Regions from separate parts of the Rattus norvegicus genome. Here region 1 is linked to region 2. Evidence: chromatin contacts called from public Hi-C data. All regions are on one chromosome and are shown on one strand. The core of a region is the stretch at or near the end of the contact, and the rest is flanking DNA. Distances in the headings are between cores, read along the strand shown. Region 1 overlaps Cdh4 (cadherin 4). Region 2 overlaps Cdh4 (cadherin 4).

What was found. Hi-C and Micro-C count contacts between places; a contact is called where the count stands out from the background.
Region 1: a Hi-C map of the A7r5 cell line shows a contact between it and region 2, with 2.1 times the contacts expected there. The contact joins two enhancer-like sites. A contact is called at or near these places in 4 of 12 Hi-C or Micro-C datasets (the A7r5 cell line, frontal cortex, kidney and 1 more).

Annotation. Positions count from the first base shown.
Region 1 is chr3:187,349,259-187,355,496 of GRCr8, reverse strand. It overlaps Cdh4 (cadherin 4), which reads right to left. Exons shown (of 16, transcript NM_001419540.1): 8 at 47-184. Among named protein-coding and RNA genes, the nearest start is that of Taf4, 110 kb to the left of the region's middle. Within about 2 kb of position 4,471, at least 14 of the 93 cell types and tissues checked have an H3K27ac peak or open chromatin away from gene starts, as enhancers often do.
Region 2 is chr3:187,312,713-187,318,657 of GRCr8, reverse strand. The region is part of intron 4 of Cdh4 (cadherin 4); the gene reads right to left. Among named protein-coding and RNA genes, the nearest start is that of Taf4, 150 kb to the left of the region's middle. Within about 2 kb of position 2,522, at least 12 of the 93 cell types and tissues checked have an H3K27ac peak or open chromatin away from gene starts, as enhancers often do.

The DNA of each region.
Region 1 (6,238 bases), core at 3,222-5,721, 35 kb before region 2:
GATTACAGCTTAGGGCTGGCATCTCTGTGAGAACCTGAGTACTCACTGTGCTGGTGGTGAATTCTGGAGGGTTGTCATTTACGTCTGTCACCGTGATGATGGCCGTGGCCGTGTTCGAGAGACCATAATTAAGGTTTCCTTCCATGTCAGTGGCCTGGACGATGACCGTGTACTGCTGGACTTTCTGGAGGGGACAGACAGTGTGTCAGTCTCAGTTCAGTATATGGGGAATACAGGCTTTCCCAGTGGGTTCGTCCTTGGCACAGGCTGCCTGGGACTCCCCGGAGCTGTGGGAACCTGTGGTTGCCTGGCGGTCAGAAGGAGGCTGTGGCCATGTCTGTTTCTCAGTCACTTTTAGTTAGGGCAGAAAGGGCAGGTCAGGGTTCAGAGGAACCTGCACAGTCTTCAGTGTGACAGAGAAGACAGTCTGTAAGGTGCCAGGGTAAGAGATGCCACTGTTGATGCAGAGCTGAACTGACAGCTAGAACTGGAGTCAGGGGACGAGCGACAAGCTAGCAAACACAAGACACAGCGGTTTGGGCTCACAAGCTCCACAGTGAAGGAGCAGTGAGCACCTGGACGCGGGTGTGGTCTGTGAAAGGCAAGCCAAGGATAGTGATACGTTGTATCAGGTACTGCTGGAGTCATGTGACGCCCCCCCCCACTGCCTGCACCCAGAGAGTCACGTGACCCCTCTGCTTACAGCCTTCACTGAGAGGCAGAGGCACTGGAATCACGTGCCCTTCTTGACCAGGGGGCAGCATGCTGTGGGAGTGACAGCCTCTGACCAGCAGGGGGCAGCTCTGTGGGGACCCTGCCCACTTCCCACTGGCATTGCTGAGGGGCAGGGTGGAAAGGACCATTCTGGAATGTCCTCCAGATGACTTAAATCTCTACTCCTGCTCTCCTGAGAGGCCAGTTCTCATCACATGACTCAGGGAAGTGTGTGTGAGCTCCAGACGTTGGCTCTGAGAGAATCATAAGCAGCACCTGCTTACTGGGGCAGCGCCTGAGAAGAAGCTGGGAGCTCCCAGCCATGGGCTCAGCCTGACCTGGAGAGTGCAGCTAGCTGGATTTCCCTATCCATCGGTCATCCCTCCACCCAACCATGCATCCCTCTGCCTACCAGCATCCCTCTCTCTAACATATATGTTTATATACGAACACATGCGCGTGCATGTGTGCACACGAATGCCTGTTGGAATATGTGTGCGCCTGTGTGCGTATCTATGCATATATTCATAGGTGTGTACATACCTGTAGGTTCACGTGTGTACTGTGCATGCGTGTGTACAGCAGCTCACCACTAGAGGGAGAGCTGGGCTTGCTTCTGGACAGCAGGACCGTGGGAGGGAAGCTAGTCCAGCAAGATGAGAGAAATACTGCAGGAACCTAGAAGCCTGGCTTATCACAGCTGGAGCAGGCCAGCCATGCTTGGAGTCTACCACCCGCCTCTGAGTCCTTGTGGACCCGAGTTTGGCAGCCTCTACCCCTGAATTACCCCTCCATAGAGACAGAAGGAGCTGTGGGGTACAGTTGGCACACTATGTTCGGGCTCATCCCTATTGGCCAACTGCTTTCCTGTGGCACCCCTTCCTTAGCTCCCATTAGGTATAGAGAACAGGGCACGTGCTCCCAGACCTGGCCCCAGTATCAGCAGTGGAGTTCCAGTGGATTCAATAAAAAGTGATCCAACCATTTTCAAGTTAGAGAGCAGGAAGGTAACCAGAACGGCCATCCCTGGGGCCTTCATCTGCATCCCTGCAGCCCAGCATGCAGATTCTGCAGAACACCCATCAATAATGCATCAGTCGGCCTGCCCTAGAAAGTAGCAAAGATTCCACAGCGTGTCCCTGTAGGCAGGCAGAGTCCCTTGCCACCCTGGACTGTTGCCCAGCTAGCTGCACTCTCTAGGTCAGGCTGAGCCATAGCTGGGAGCTCCCAACTTCCCCTGAGGCGCTGCCCCAGTAAACGCTGAGACTGCCTCACCCACAAGACAAACCTCCTACTTATTCTGGGCTCTCTGATCCTAGCAGGCAGTCAGTAGGGGGGATATAAATTGAGGCCGAGAGCCCAGACATTCCCTCAATCCCTTCATCATCCACTGAGGTCAAAGCCATGCTGGCCCTTCAGAGAGGGTCTCGGGACCGTCTCAGGCTCAGGGCTGTTCTGTGCCGGTCAAGGGTTGATACTTTTGGACTTTCCCACTGGCTACTGTTGGACCCCTGCCCCACTGAGAAGTGGAGTAGCTGAGGCTGCTCTTTTGTTGCTCACCATCTAGAGACTGCTCTGTGCTTGAGAGTGAGGTGAGGGGGTTTGCAGGGCCAGCTGTGGGGCAGGGGCGTCCAAGGGCGCTGTGGAAACTGTGAAAAGTTGGACCTAGAGTTGGCAGGCAACCCAGAAACCCCACTCTTGGGTGTGGATCCAAAGGCTAAAAACAGGTGTCTACACGAACGGCACCCACCAGTGCGCACATAGCACCGCCCACAAAGGTCAAGTAGCCCATGGAGAGTACTTGAAACATAGTGTGTCCACATGGTGGAGTATCACCCAGCCTTGAAAAGGAATAGCATTTCGACACCCGCTATGCCCAGACGAACCTCGGAGCCTGATGAAAATGAGCCAGGTCCAGAAAAATCACAAGGATGTCTTTACAAAGGCGATGTGTCTGCATCAGGCGAGCCCACAGATAGAGGCTCCCTATGGGGGTAGATGGGGCACCAGCGCTGTATGGCTTCTCCCCAGGGTGATGAAAGTGCCTGGGACCTAGGCAGATGTAGCCCTGGGTGAGCTGACTGCAGTATGTGGGTGAACCTCACAGCGTGTGCCTCACAGCTTAAGGTGCTGGCACTAGAAGACTGCCCCTGAGAAAGTGCAGCTCTCCTCAGCGGGCTGCATGCATTCCTCCCCCCACACCACTGCTGCCTGTGGAAGCCTTCATAGGCTGCAGACCTTGGCCTTGGGACATCGTGGAAGGGGCTACACAGCACTGTTCTCATGGACCGCTCTGTCTCCTGGGAGCCCAAGGGGCCTCTGTGCTCATTGTCCTCCGTGGTTGCGGGGCTGCTGGGAGACGTGGTTAGAGTTCCCAGGCTTCCACAGGGCCTCATCAGGCTGAATCCAGTCATGGAGCATTCCTGCCTGTCTGTGGGTCGCTCTACTTCTGCATCCGGTGCCAGGATAAGGTGATGCATGTGTGCGCAGACCACTGAGCAGCATTGCCCCACGGTGTGGCAGAGTGCTTTGCCCTGTCCTAATGCTGGGGCTTTCCTTGCCTGGGGTGGAGTGGGGAAAGATATGTGCACCTCACCGGGTGCCCAGGTGGATGAATGCTTGGTGACGAGGACTTGGCCATATGCAGTCAACACTGACAGCAGAGCTCCCAGAAAGGGTGGCTTCCAAGGGCCTGGGTCTTGGGCAAACCTCCACTGACTGTCCTAGTCCCTGAGATTTGGGCTTCCCGAGCATCCTCACTCGAGGATGTGAGTAAAAACCAGGTTCTGGAGCTGGAAAAATGGCTCAGTGGTTCAGAGTGTGTGCTGCTCTTGCAGAGGACCTGAGTTTGATTCTTCCAGGGATTGAACTCATCTGGCCTCTGTGGGCCTGCTCTCTCTGTCTCTGTCTCTCTCTGTCTCTGTCTCTCTCTGTCTCTCTCTGTCTCTGTCTCTCTCTGTCTCTGTCTCTCTCTGTCTCTGTCTCTCTCTGTCTCTGTCTCTCTCTGTCTCTCTCTCTGTCTCTCTCTGTCTCTGTCTCTCTCTGTCTCTGTCTCTCTCTGTCTCTCTATCTCTGTCTCTCTCTGTCTCTGTCTCTCTCTCTGTCTCTGTCTCTCTCTCTGTCTCTGTCTCTCTCTCTATCTCTGTCTCTGCCTCTGTCTGTCTGTCTGTCTCTGTCTCTGTCTGTCTCTGTCTCTGTCTGTCTCTGTCTCTCTGTCTCTGTTTCTCTCTCCCTTGCGCGCGCACACACACACACACACACACACACACACACAAAACCAATAAAAATAAATCTTTAAACTTCAGCTCCCAGCTGCTGAGTCAAAAGATGCATTCCTTGCTCAGACTTCAGCATTGCTTGCTCCAGCCTGGGGTGGTAACTCTCTGCCTCCACTGTCTGGGGGAAGGGTGGTGTGCTACGGAACCACTTGGGGGCTCCTACTGCCTAGACCTGCCACCTGCTCCTGGCACTGCCTTTATGACACACGAGTGGGCTTCCCTCCCATCCCCTTCCAGCAGGCAGCTCTTTCTGCTGCATCAAAAGCAGAGAGAATGCAGCTCTTCTCAGTGGGGTGCACACGGCCCCTCCTCCCCACTGCTGCTGCCGGTGGGGAGCCGGCAGCCTAGCAAGCCTCAGGCTTGGCACAGGGTGGATTCAGCTGCTTCGCTCTGCTCTCAGCCATGTTGTCTACCTCTCTTCTCCATTGAGCACCACCCATGACATAGGAAGGAGGCTAGAGTGGCAGGAATGACCCTGCTCGAAGCAGGGAGAGCTGAGGAGTCCTTCTCAGACCTTTCTGGCCACCCCGCTGGCTCTCAGGCGCTGCCTCCAGGCTGCTGACTCAAACCACAGGCTGCACACTGCCGCCCTTCACTTTCCTCTTCATTCTCCTCCTGAAGCCTGTGAGCCACTCCTGGGGTTCCTGTCTTTCCAAGGTTGACTCTAGGACAGGTCATTCTGAATGGGGACCTCTCTGCTGCCCAGTGTCCCATGCTCTATGTGAGCACTGGGCAGTGTCCATAGACTGCCCATGGGGTGTTAGGAGCAATCGCAGATACCGCAGTGTAGTAGTGTCCCAAGGGGGGCATTGTTCGAGAAGCAGTGCTCCAAGGAAGGAAGCAAGCAGTAAATAAGGGAAAACGGTCACTTCAGATCATGGCAATGTCTGTGCCCATGGACAGAGGGTGGTAGTCATGTGCTGCTAACTGAAGTAAAAACCTCCACTTAATATGCTTGGAGAGGACTGTGGCAGGCAGAGAGAATAGTTCGTACTAAGGTCCTGGGGGAGGTGGGATGTGTGTGTGTGTGTGTGTGTGTGTGTGTGTGTGTGTGTATTCATGTGTGCACACACCTGTGCATGTATGTATGTATGTGCATGTGCATCTGTATTTGTGCATGTGAGCATATGTGTGTATGTGCATGTGGTTGTTTGCGTGTGTGTGTGTGTGTGTGTGCGTGTGTGTGCGTGCGTGTGTGTGTGTGTGTGTGCGCGCGCATGCGCACACACTCCAGGAAGTTTGGGGAGTGCAGTTTTGAGGGTATAGAGTTATCAAAAGACAGGTCTAGTATTAGTCAGAGCAAGATGTAAAACCATGAAAGGATAGAGAAGATGAGCGTGGTCACATGTGTGTGTGTGTGTGTGTGCACAGGAGAAGATGAAGTTGGTCACATGTGTGTGTATACACATGTGTATAAGATGGTCACATGTGTGTGTGTACAGGAGATGAGGGTGGTCACATGTGTGTATGTGTGTGTGCGTGTGCGTGCGCACAGGATGGTCACATATGTGTACAGGATGGTCACATGTGTGTGTGCACAGGAGAAGATGAGTGTGGTCACGTGTGCGTCTGTACAGGAAGCTCGAGGGACCAAAAGGGCAGATGGAGGTGTGAACAGGTGTTACCTGCTGTGTGGTATCTGGGGTGAGACCGGAAGGGTGGGCCTGTCTGAATGCATGGGAAATTGGAAACCACGGAAACTGTGGCCTAGACACTTGTCACCAAAAGGACACCTTCCTTTCTGCTTCAGGTTGGGATCATGGTGCTGCTCTGACACTCTTTCCTTTACTCCTCCTCAGACGCAAACAGTGGTAAACACGCGATGCCCGGTGCAGCTAGCCAGGGGGTGGTGTCAGGGGGACAGAGGTTGTAGACATTTGGGCTCAGGCAGTTCCTGGCCTCCCAGTCCCTCCAGAGAAGAATGCTGAGAGGCGAGAGCCCGCGCTTTAGAAGGATCCAGAGGATTTGTGTACAAAGCCTCCTGGTTAAACACTGGCAAAGTTCAGAGATAACCAATAGACACAGCATCCATCTGTGGCTGCGGCTGTCGTCTCTGGCTGCCTGTCTGAGACCTCAGATCTGAACAAGTGGGGGCTGTGGAGTCTCCACACGGAAGAACGCCCTGCTGCAACAGGTGATGTGGACTCCCTGGGGCTGCTCTGGCCACTCTGCACCCAATATCTGGTGATTGCCACAGGGAAAGTCAAGAAAGGTCTCGGTGTCCGGACCGATGGAGGGACATTGTG
Region 2 (5,945 bases), core at 1,273-3,772:
GAGGAGGTCCTGTCACTGAAGGGTTGGACTTGGAGGTTTCCTATGCTCAAGCTATGCCCAGGGTGGGACACAGTCTCCTTCTGCCTTTGGATCAAGCTGTAGAATTCTCAGCTCCTTCTCTAGCACCACATCTGCCTGCGTGCTGCCATGCTCCCTGTCGTGACGATAATGGACTAACCCTCTGACACTGACTGTAAGCCCCCAGTTAAAAGCTTTCTTTCCTAAGACTTGCCTTGGTCACGATGTCTTTTCACAGTAATAGACTAGTGACTTAGACACACACACACACACACACACACACACACACACACACACACACACACACACTCCTTCCTTCCTTCCTTCCTTCTTTCCTTCCTTTCTTCCTTCTTTCCTTCCTTCCTTCCTTTTGACAGTCTCACTATGGAGCCTAGGCTGTCCTGGAACTCACTATGTAGACCAGGCTAGCCCCTAGCTGAAAGAGTCCTGTCTGTGTCTGTCTCCTGAGAGCTGCTGGGTGTGCACCACTGGCCCCAGCTGAGATTGCATTTAATAAGCCAGCATTTACCCTGGTCAAGCCACAACTGGTTACACAAGAGTGAAGCCATCATCACCCGAGTTACCTATGCCTCCTGGTCTGGGCATAGCAGAAAAAGTCTACCACGGAGTCTGAGTTGCCCACGTATGTTGCCCTGGTGAGGTGGTTGGTCTCCATTTTTGCAGAAAACGGGATTTAATAACCAGGGACACGGAGAGTCTAGTGGAGAGACAGCCTGCCCTGTGCCTGTGTCTGTGTTCTTGGTGCCTGAAGGGTAAGGGACAATTCCCACAGTCGTGAGGTGGCTCATGGCACAGGGACAGGGAGCTGCCCTGGAGGACTAGGCACCTCTGGGTTGTGGTATGTTGGTAGCTTTGACTCTGGACTTGGACTTTGGGATCACAGTCAGGTCTCAAGTGCAGTGATTAAAGGGGACACATGGAGCCAGGGGCAGTGACTGGTGTCTCCAGTAGACCTGGAACAGATGCTGTGATGTCATACAGAACTTCTACCACCTCCTTCTGCCAAGAAGGGCATTAATTATAACCGTGCTGAAAGGAACCGCCGTACAGTTAATACTTTTTTTTTTTGTAAAGGAAACTCATCGTGCTTTGATCCTCTGCTGGGCCACTCCGAAGCCCCTCCTGACATACAGCGGCCGTGGGCTGCTGAGTGTGGTGTCCAGGGGGCTCTCTGCACAGACCTTGGAGTGCTCAGATTCTCTCATAGTTTACCTTGTGGAGAAGAAATACTGTATAAAGGAGCCTGGCGGGCCAGGGGAGAGCACTTTCCTGTGATTTGTGTCTGGAAAATGAGGAAAACATCGCAGACACGAATGTGGGTAGGGAGCAGGAAGCGCAGGCAGCCCTCGCGCCAGCCCCCTGCTGAGGACGCCGCAGAGAATTGCTTGGGCTCCTCTGCGTTTGTTGTTAGAGGACAGAACAGATGGTAAAAGGTTAGTTTAAAGTGATGTCTGCATTAAAATAACGTACGGCGGCACCGGAGGCTGTGTTCACCTGGGGACTGTAGCAGGACCGCTCTATCCTCAGAAAAGATGGAGGGAGGGAGGCCCCCAAGTCCCCCACATAAAGTATTTGCCTTATTCAAATGAACTTGAAGCTGGATAAAGTCACCATGTGGCTTCCAGCTGCAGACACCTGGGTTTATTCTCGGTGTATTCAAGTGAGGGAGCAATGGGGCAGAATCACATCTGGATTCCAGATGTGTGGCGGGTAGGGGAGAGAGGAGGGAGGGAGAGGAAAAGAGGAACACTCAGAAAAGGCCCTCAGTTTTGGGCCAAAACCACACAGTGTGCCAGGCCCTAAGGTGACAGACAGCACAAGGACACTCACCGTCCAGGGACAGGAGGTGTTCCACAAAGTGAAACTCCGCAGTTATAAACCTGGACAACGGCTGTCAGTGACAAGTGGGTCTGCGAGGCTGTGCGTAGCATGGGGCAAGAGTAGCTCAGAGAGCTTGACGACCCAATTGGGTTCCTTTGCTCTTATCCAGTGATGGACACAGACACACTACGTATAGATGCCCAGATGTCATCCGCACATACACCGCACAGCATGCACACAAAACCACACACATATACAAACATGAATAGTGCAAAGACTCATTACAAACACATCCAAGCACATAAATACACACAGGCCTCCACGCCCACACCACGGCCTCTCTCCTTGGGCACCCACCTCTGAAAGGGTCGGATATTTTGTGGCCAGTGGTCCTGTCACTCACAACCCCCCCCCCCCCCGTCCCTGACCTGGCATTTCAAAATATGCTCAGATAATCCTTAGGGTCAAGCCTGTTCAGCAGGACACGGATCTCTGGTGAAGCGCTTCTGTGCCTCCTCTTGTACTGTATTAAAGCTAGAGATTTCCCCAGGAGAACAGGTTGCAATTTCTCATTTTTTGTTCCCGCTGGGAGTTTGCATGGCCCGAAGCGGCTCCAGCTTCTTCGAGTGAAAGGCTCTGAGTCGTGACAGCTGTGCCTCCCCCATCCCTCAGCCCACACGCCAGGATGTAGACAGTGGATTTACTCTTGGCTGTGCCTGCAGCCAGCAAGACTAGCTGGCCAAGGAAGGCAATTTTCCTTTAAAACCTGACTCTCGCTGAAGCCCAGAGGTAAAAAGGCGGTTGCACCTAGACACATTTGCAGCTTCCTGTGGCCTCATCCACGTGCACACAAAACTCTGTTGGTCTCGGGGCTTGAACTTGGTCCCACAGCTGACGGTGAATCAGGTTTTCTTTGGCTTCTGTTTTGCCCAGATACCTTGCCTCCATTTCTCCTTTCCTGTCCTATTGTTCGTAAGCCTTATTGATGCTCCACACACCCTGGGAATCCAGTAGCGTAACTTGTCCCCAAGAGTAGAACGCTGGGTCCTGGACGGTGTATGCAGCAGGTACCTCATAATTACTAGATGAGCAAATTAAACCAGGAGTCACAGCCCAGGAGCGGGTGGGCAGAGAGACAGCCAGGTCGCTTACTCATCCTTCTGTTGGGAAACCATGGCTGCCGAGGCCCTAAGAAAGGCTTTTTGCAGGATAGCTAGCTGTCCTGTGATCTGGAAGATGGGGAATGGGCAGGCTGTGGAGGGGTGGGGAGAGAAAGGCTGCAAAGCCTGAGACTTGGCAAAGCCAGACAGGTGCTGGGGTCTCTGGGAACCGTTACTGCACAGAGAACAAAGACAGAGAAGGCAGAAGTGGAAGGAGAGGGAAGGGAGGGTGGAGACACGTCACACCTCCCCAGCTCACTGGAGCCTGGTCTGGAGACTGCTGGGAACCCATAGCAGAAGAATACACACTGTGGGTTCTCCACTCTGGCTTACCGCCCTGGTAGGCAAGGGCAGTTCCAGTAGCTACTCACGGGTCTACTCGCTGTCTCTGGACTCATACCTCTTTGCAGAATCATGCCTCCCCACCTAATGTGTCCACCTCACCAGCTCTGTCACCAGCTCAGTGGTCCAGTCTGAGGATTCGGAAGTTCTCAAAAGACAACTGGAACATTCCAAGAGTGCTAAGCTTTCTGGACACCGTCTAGCCCATGCTGCAGATGTAGCCACTGAGGCCAAAGACTCCGTGTGCAACTGGGACCTGGGGCAGAGTTCCCAGGTCCTGTTTAGTGGTCACATTATCTTCGCTTGTTTGTGATGTTAGGGATAGAACCTGTGGCCTTGGGTGTGGTGGGTGAGTGCTCTACCCTGAGCTACACTCCTAGCTTAGTCACACACAGCCTCTGTAGGCAGGAAGGAAGCAGAGCCATCTCCCTGCTGGACCCAGAGCCCTATGAATAGCGTGCAGATGGTTGGACCGAGCCAGCTCTGCAGCTCAAAGGGCTACTGCACACTCCACCAGAGACTCAGGTGCTGGCATCCGCTCACTCCGGCCAGCCCTGCAGATGTGGGTCCAGGACGTTCAGGTGGTTGTCTGTCGGAGCCTCCAGTTTAAAAGCTCCTAGTCAGAGCTTCATTTTAATTGTTCCGGTGAGTGACTGTGTGGAAGGGCAGCACTGTGGTCTGTGAGCTTGCTGCAGCGTCTCATTGAAGAGCTCCTTGCTGGGCGATGAGTGCCGAACACTAAGTAGACATCTGTGTGAGCCACTTCAGGGCTCAGGGAGCACCGAGGAAGAGGAGGGTGAAAGATCACAAGAGCTGGAGAGTGGGGAAGCGTGCTATGAGTGGTCACCTGCACAAGTGGAGCTTCAATGTTTCAAGATGTGGAGAAACTTCCACGACCACGCCCCTCCCCAGGAGCCAGGAAAAGCTTACGGCTATTAGCACGAAAGGTTGCTGTGGAAGGGTGGTGTTTTCTTCAGAAGTCACTGTTAGATTGGCAACGGTCTGGTGACTACATCTACCCACACTCACTCAAGCAACCCTACAGAGCCACAAAAACTCACGTGTCCAACTAACCAGTCAACTAAACAGAAAAACAGCAAAGAGAATGGAGGCTTGTGGAGAAGGTGTTTGGTGGGAGAGAAATGGTGTGTGTGCGTGCGTGCATGCATGCGTGCGTGCGTGCGTGTGTGTGTGAAAATGTCTCACATTCATCATAGACGTATATGAAGTTACCAAAGAAGAAAGTTTGCAAGCAGCTGGACTCAGCTGGTTGCTAGAACTGCTCTCATCAAAGGAAGGGCACAAACTCGGGGCCCACCCCGCCCCCACTCTTCCTCAGCTTTTGAACGATATGGAGGAGATCTGAAGTATTTCCCACGCACAGTGAAACTGAGCCTTCAGTTATCTTCACGAAGGTTACTGTAGCAGAACTCCCAGCATGTGATAGGCACGGAAGGAACGGAGTTCCCTGGCGAAACACCATGGCCATTGTGTATGCTGTTCACAATTACTTGGAGTTTCATAAATCAGGGGAAAACCCTCAAAGTCATATGAGTACTAATGAAAGCCATGAATCTGTTCTTATAAAATTTGCCTGGTGGGGAAGAGGGGATTAGTTGGTCTCAGAGATGCCCTTGAGGTTACACCAAATTAATAAGGCCAAGCTCTCTTAATTTCTGGTGGGCGATTGGGCGGGCTTTATTGCTGACAGGGGACGGCTATGTGGGCATGTACATGCCTGACTTGCTGGGAACGCAGAGGGCTGACTAACTTTTTGGGGATTGTCATTCTCCCACAGGGAGAGCTACTGCGCCCTGCTCTCTTAGCTGGTGGGAGGCCCCAGGGCGGCCTCTAGCGTCATTCCTCAGGCACCACCCTCTTTTTAACTTGTTATTTTGAGACAATGTTTCTCACTGGCCTGGCCAGCAATCTCCAGGGATTCAGCATCTCTGCTTTGCCAGCCCTGGGATTACAAGCGCAGGCCACACTACCTGGCTGCTGGTGTGGGGTCTGGAGATAGAACTCATGTGTTTGTGCTCAGGAGGCTTTTCCTTCCATTTTAGAGCATCCATGGGCGCACAATCGGATGAATCATGTCTAGATTCACTCAGAGTAACTGCCTCTGTACATCAAGGTCCTGGATTCGCTGGCCACGCAGGACTCCTGCTTTTTCTCAGAAGCTTATTTTAAGAATAAAAATTTAAAAAACACTTGAAAAAAAAAGAAAAGAAAGCATTAAAGCCAAACTCAGGAAGCACATTTAGCAAAAACAGTTTCTACCCTGGATCCCCAATGCTGGGTGTGCCCTCCCATGGGTAGTGTCTGTCTGTCTGTGTCTGTCTGTCTGTCTGTCTCTGTCTGAGGCTGTCCCACTTCTCAGGTAGTAGCCATGCATCCTCCAGTCATGCTGCTTTGCTTGGCTTTTTATGTCAGAGCCGGAACTTGAACTCTGGTCTTCACACTTGCCCGGCAACCACTTTAACAGCAAATCCATCCATCTCCCCAGCTCCTTAGCTTGTTTTCTGACAAAGTCTTGCTGTATAGTCCAAACTGGCCTCAGCGTCGTGATTTCCCCCGACTGTA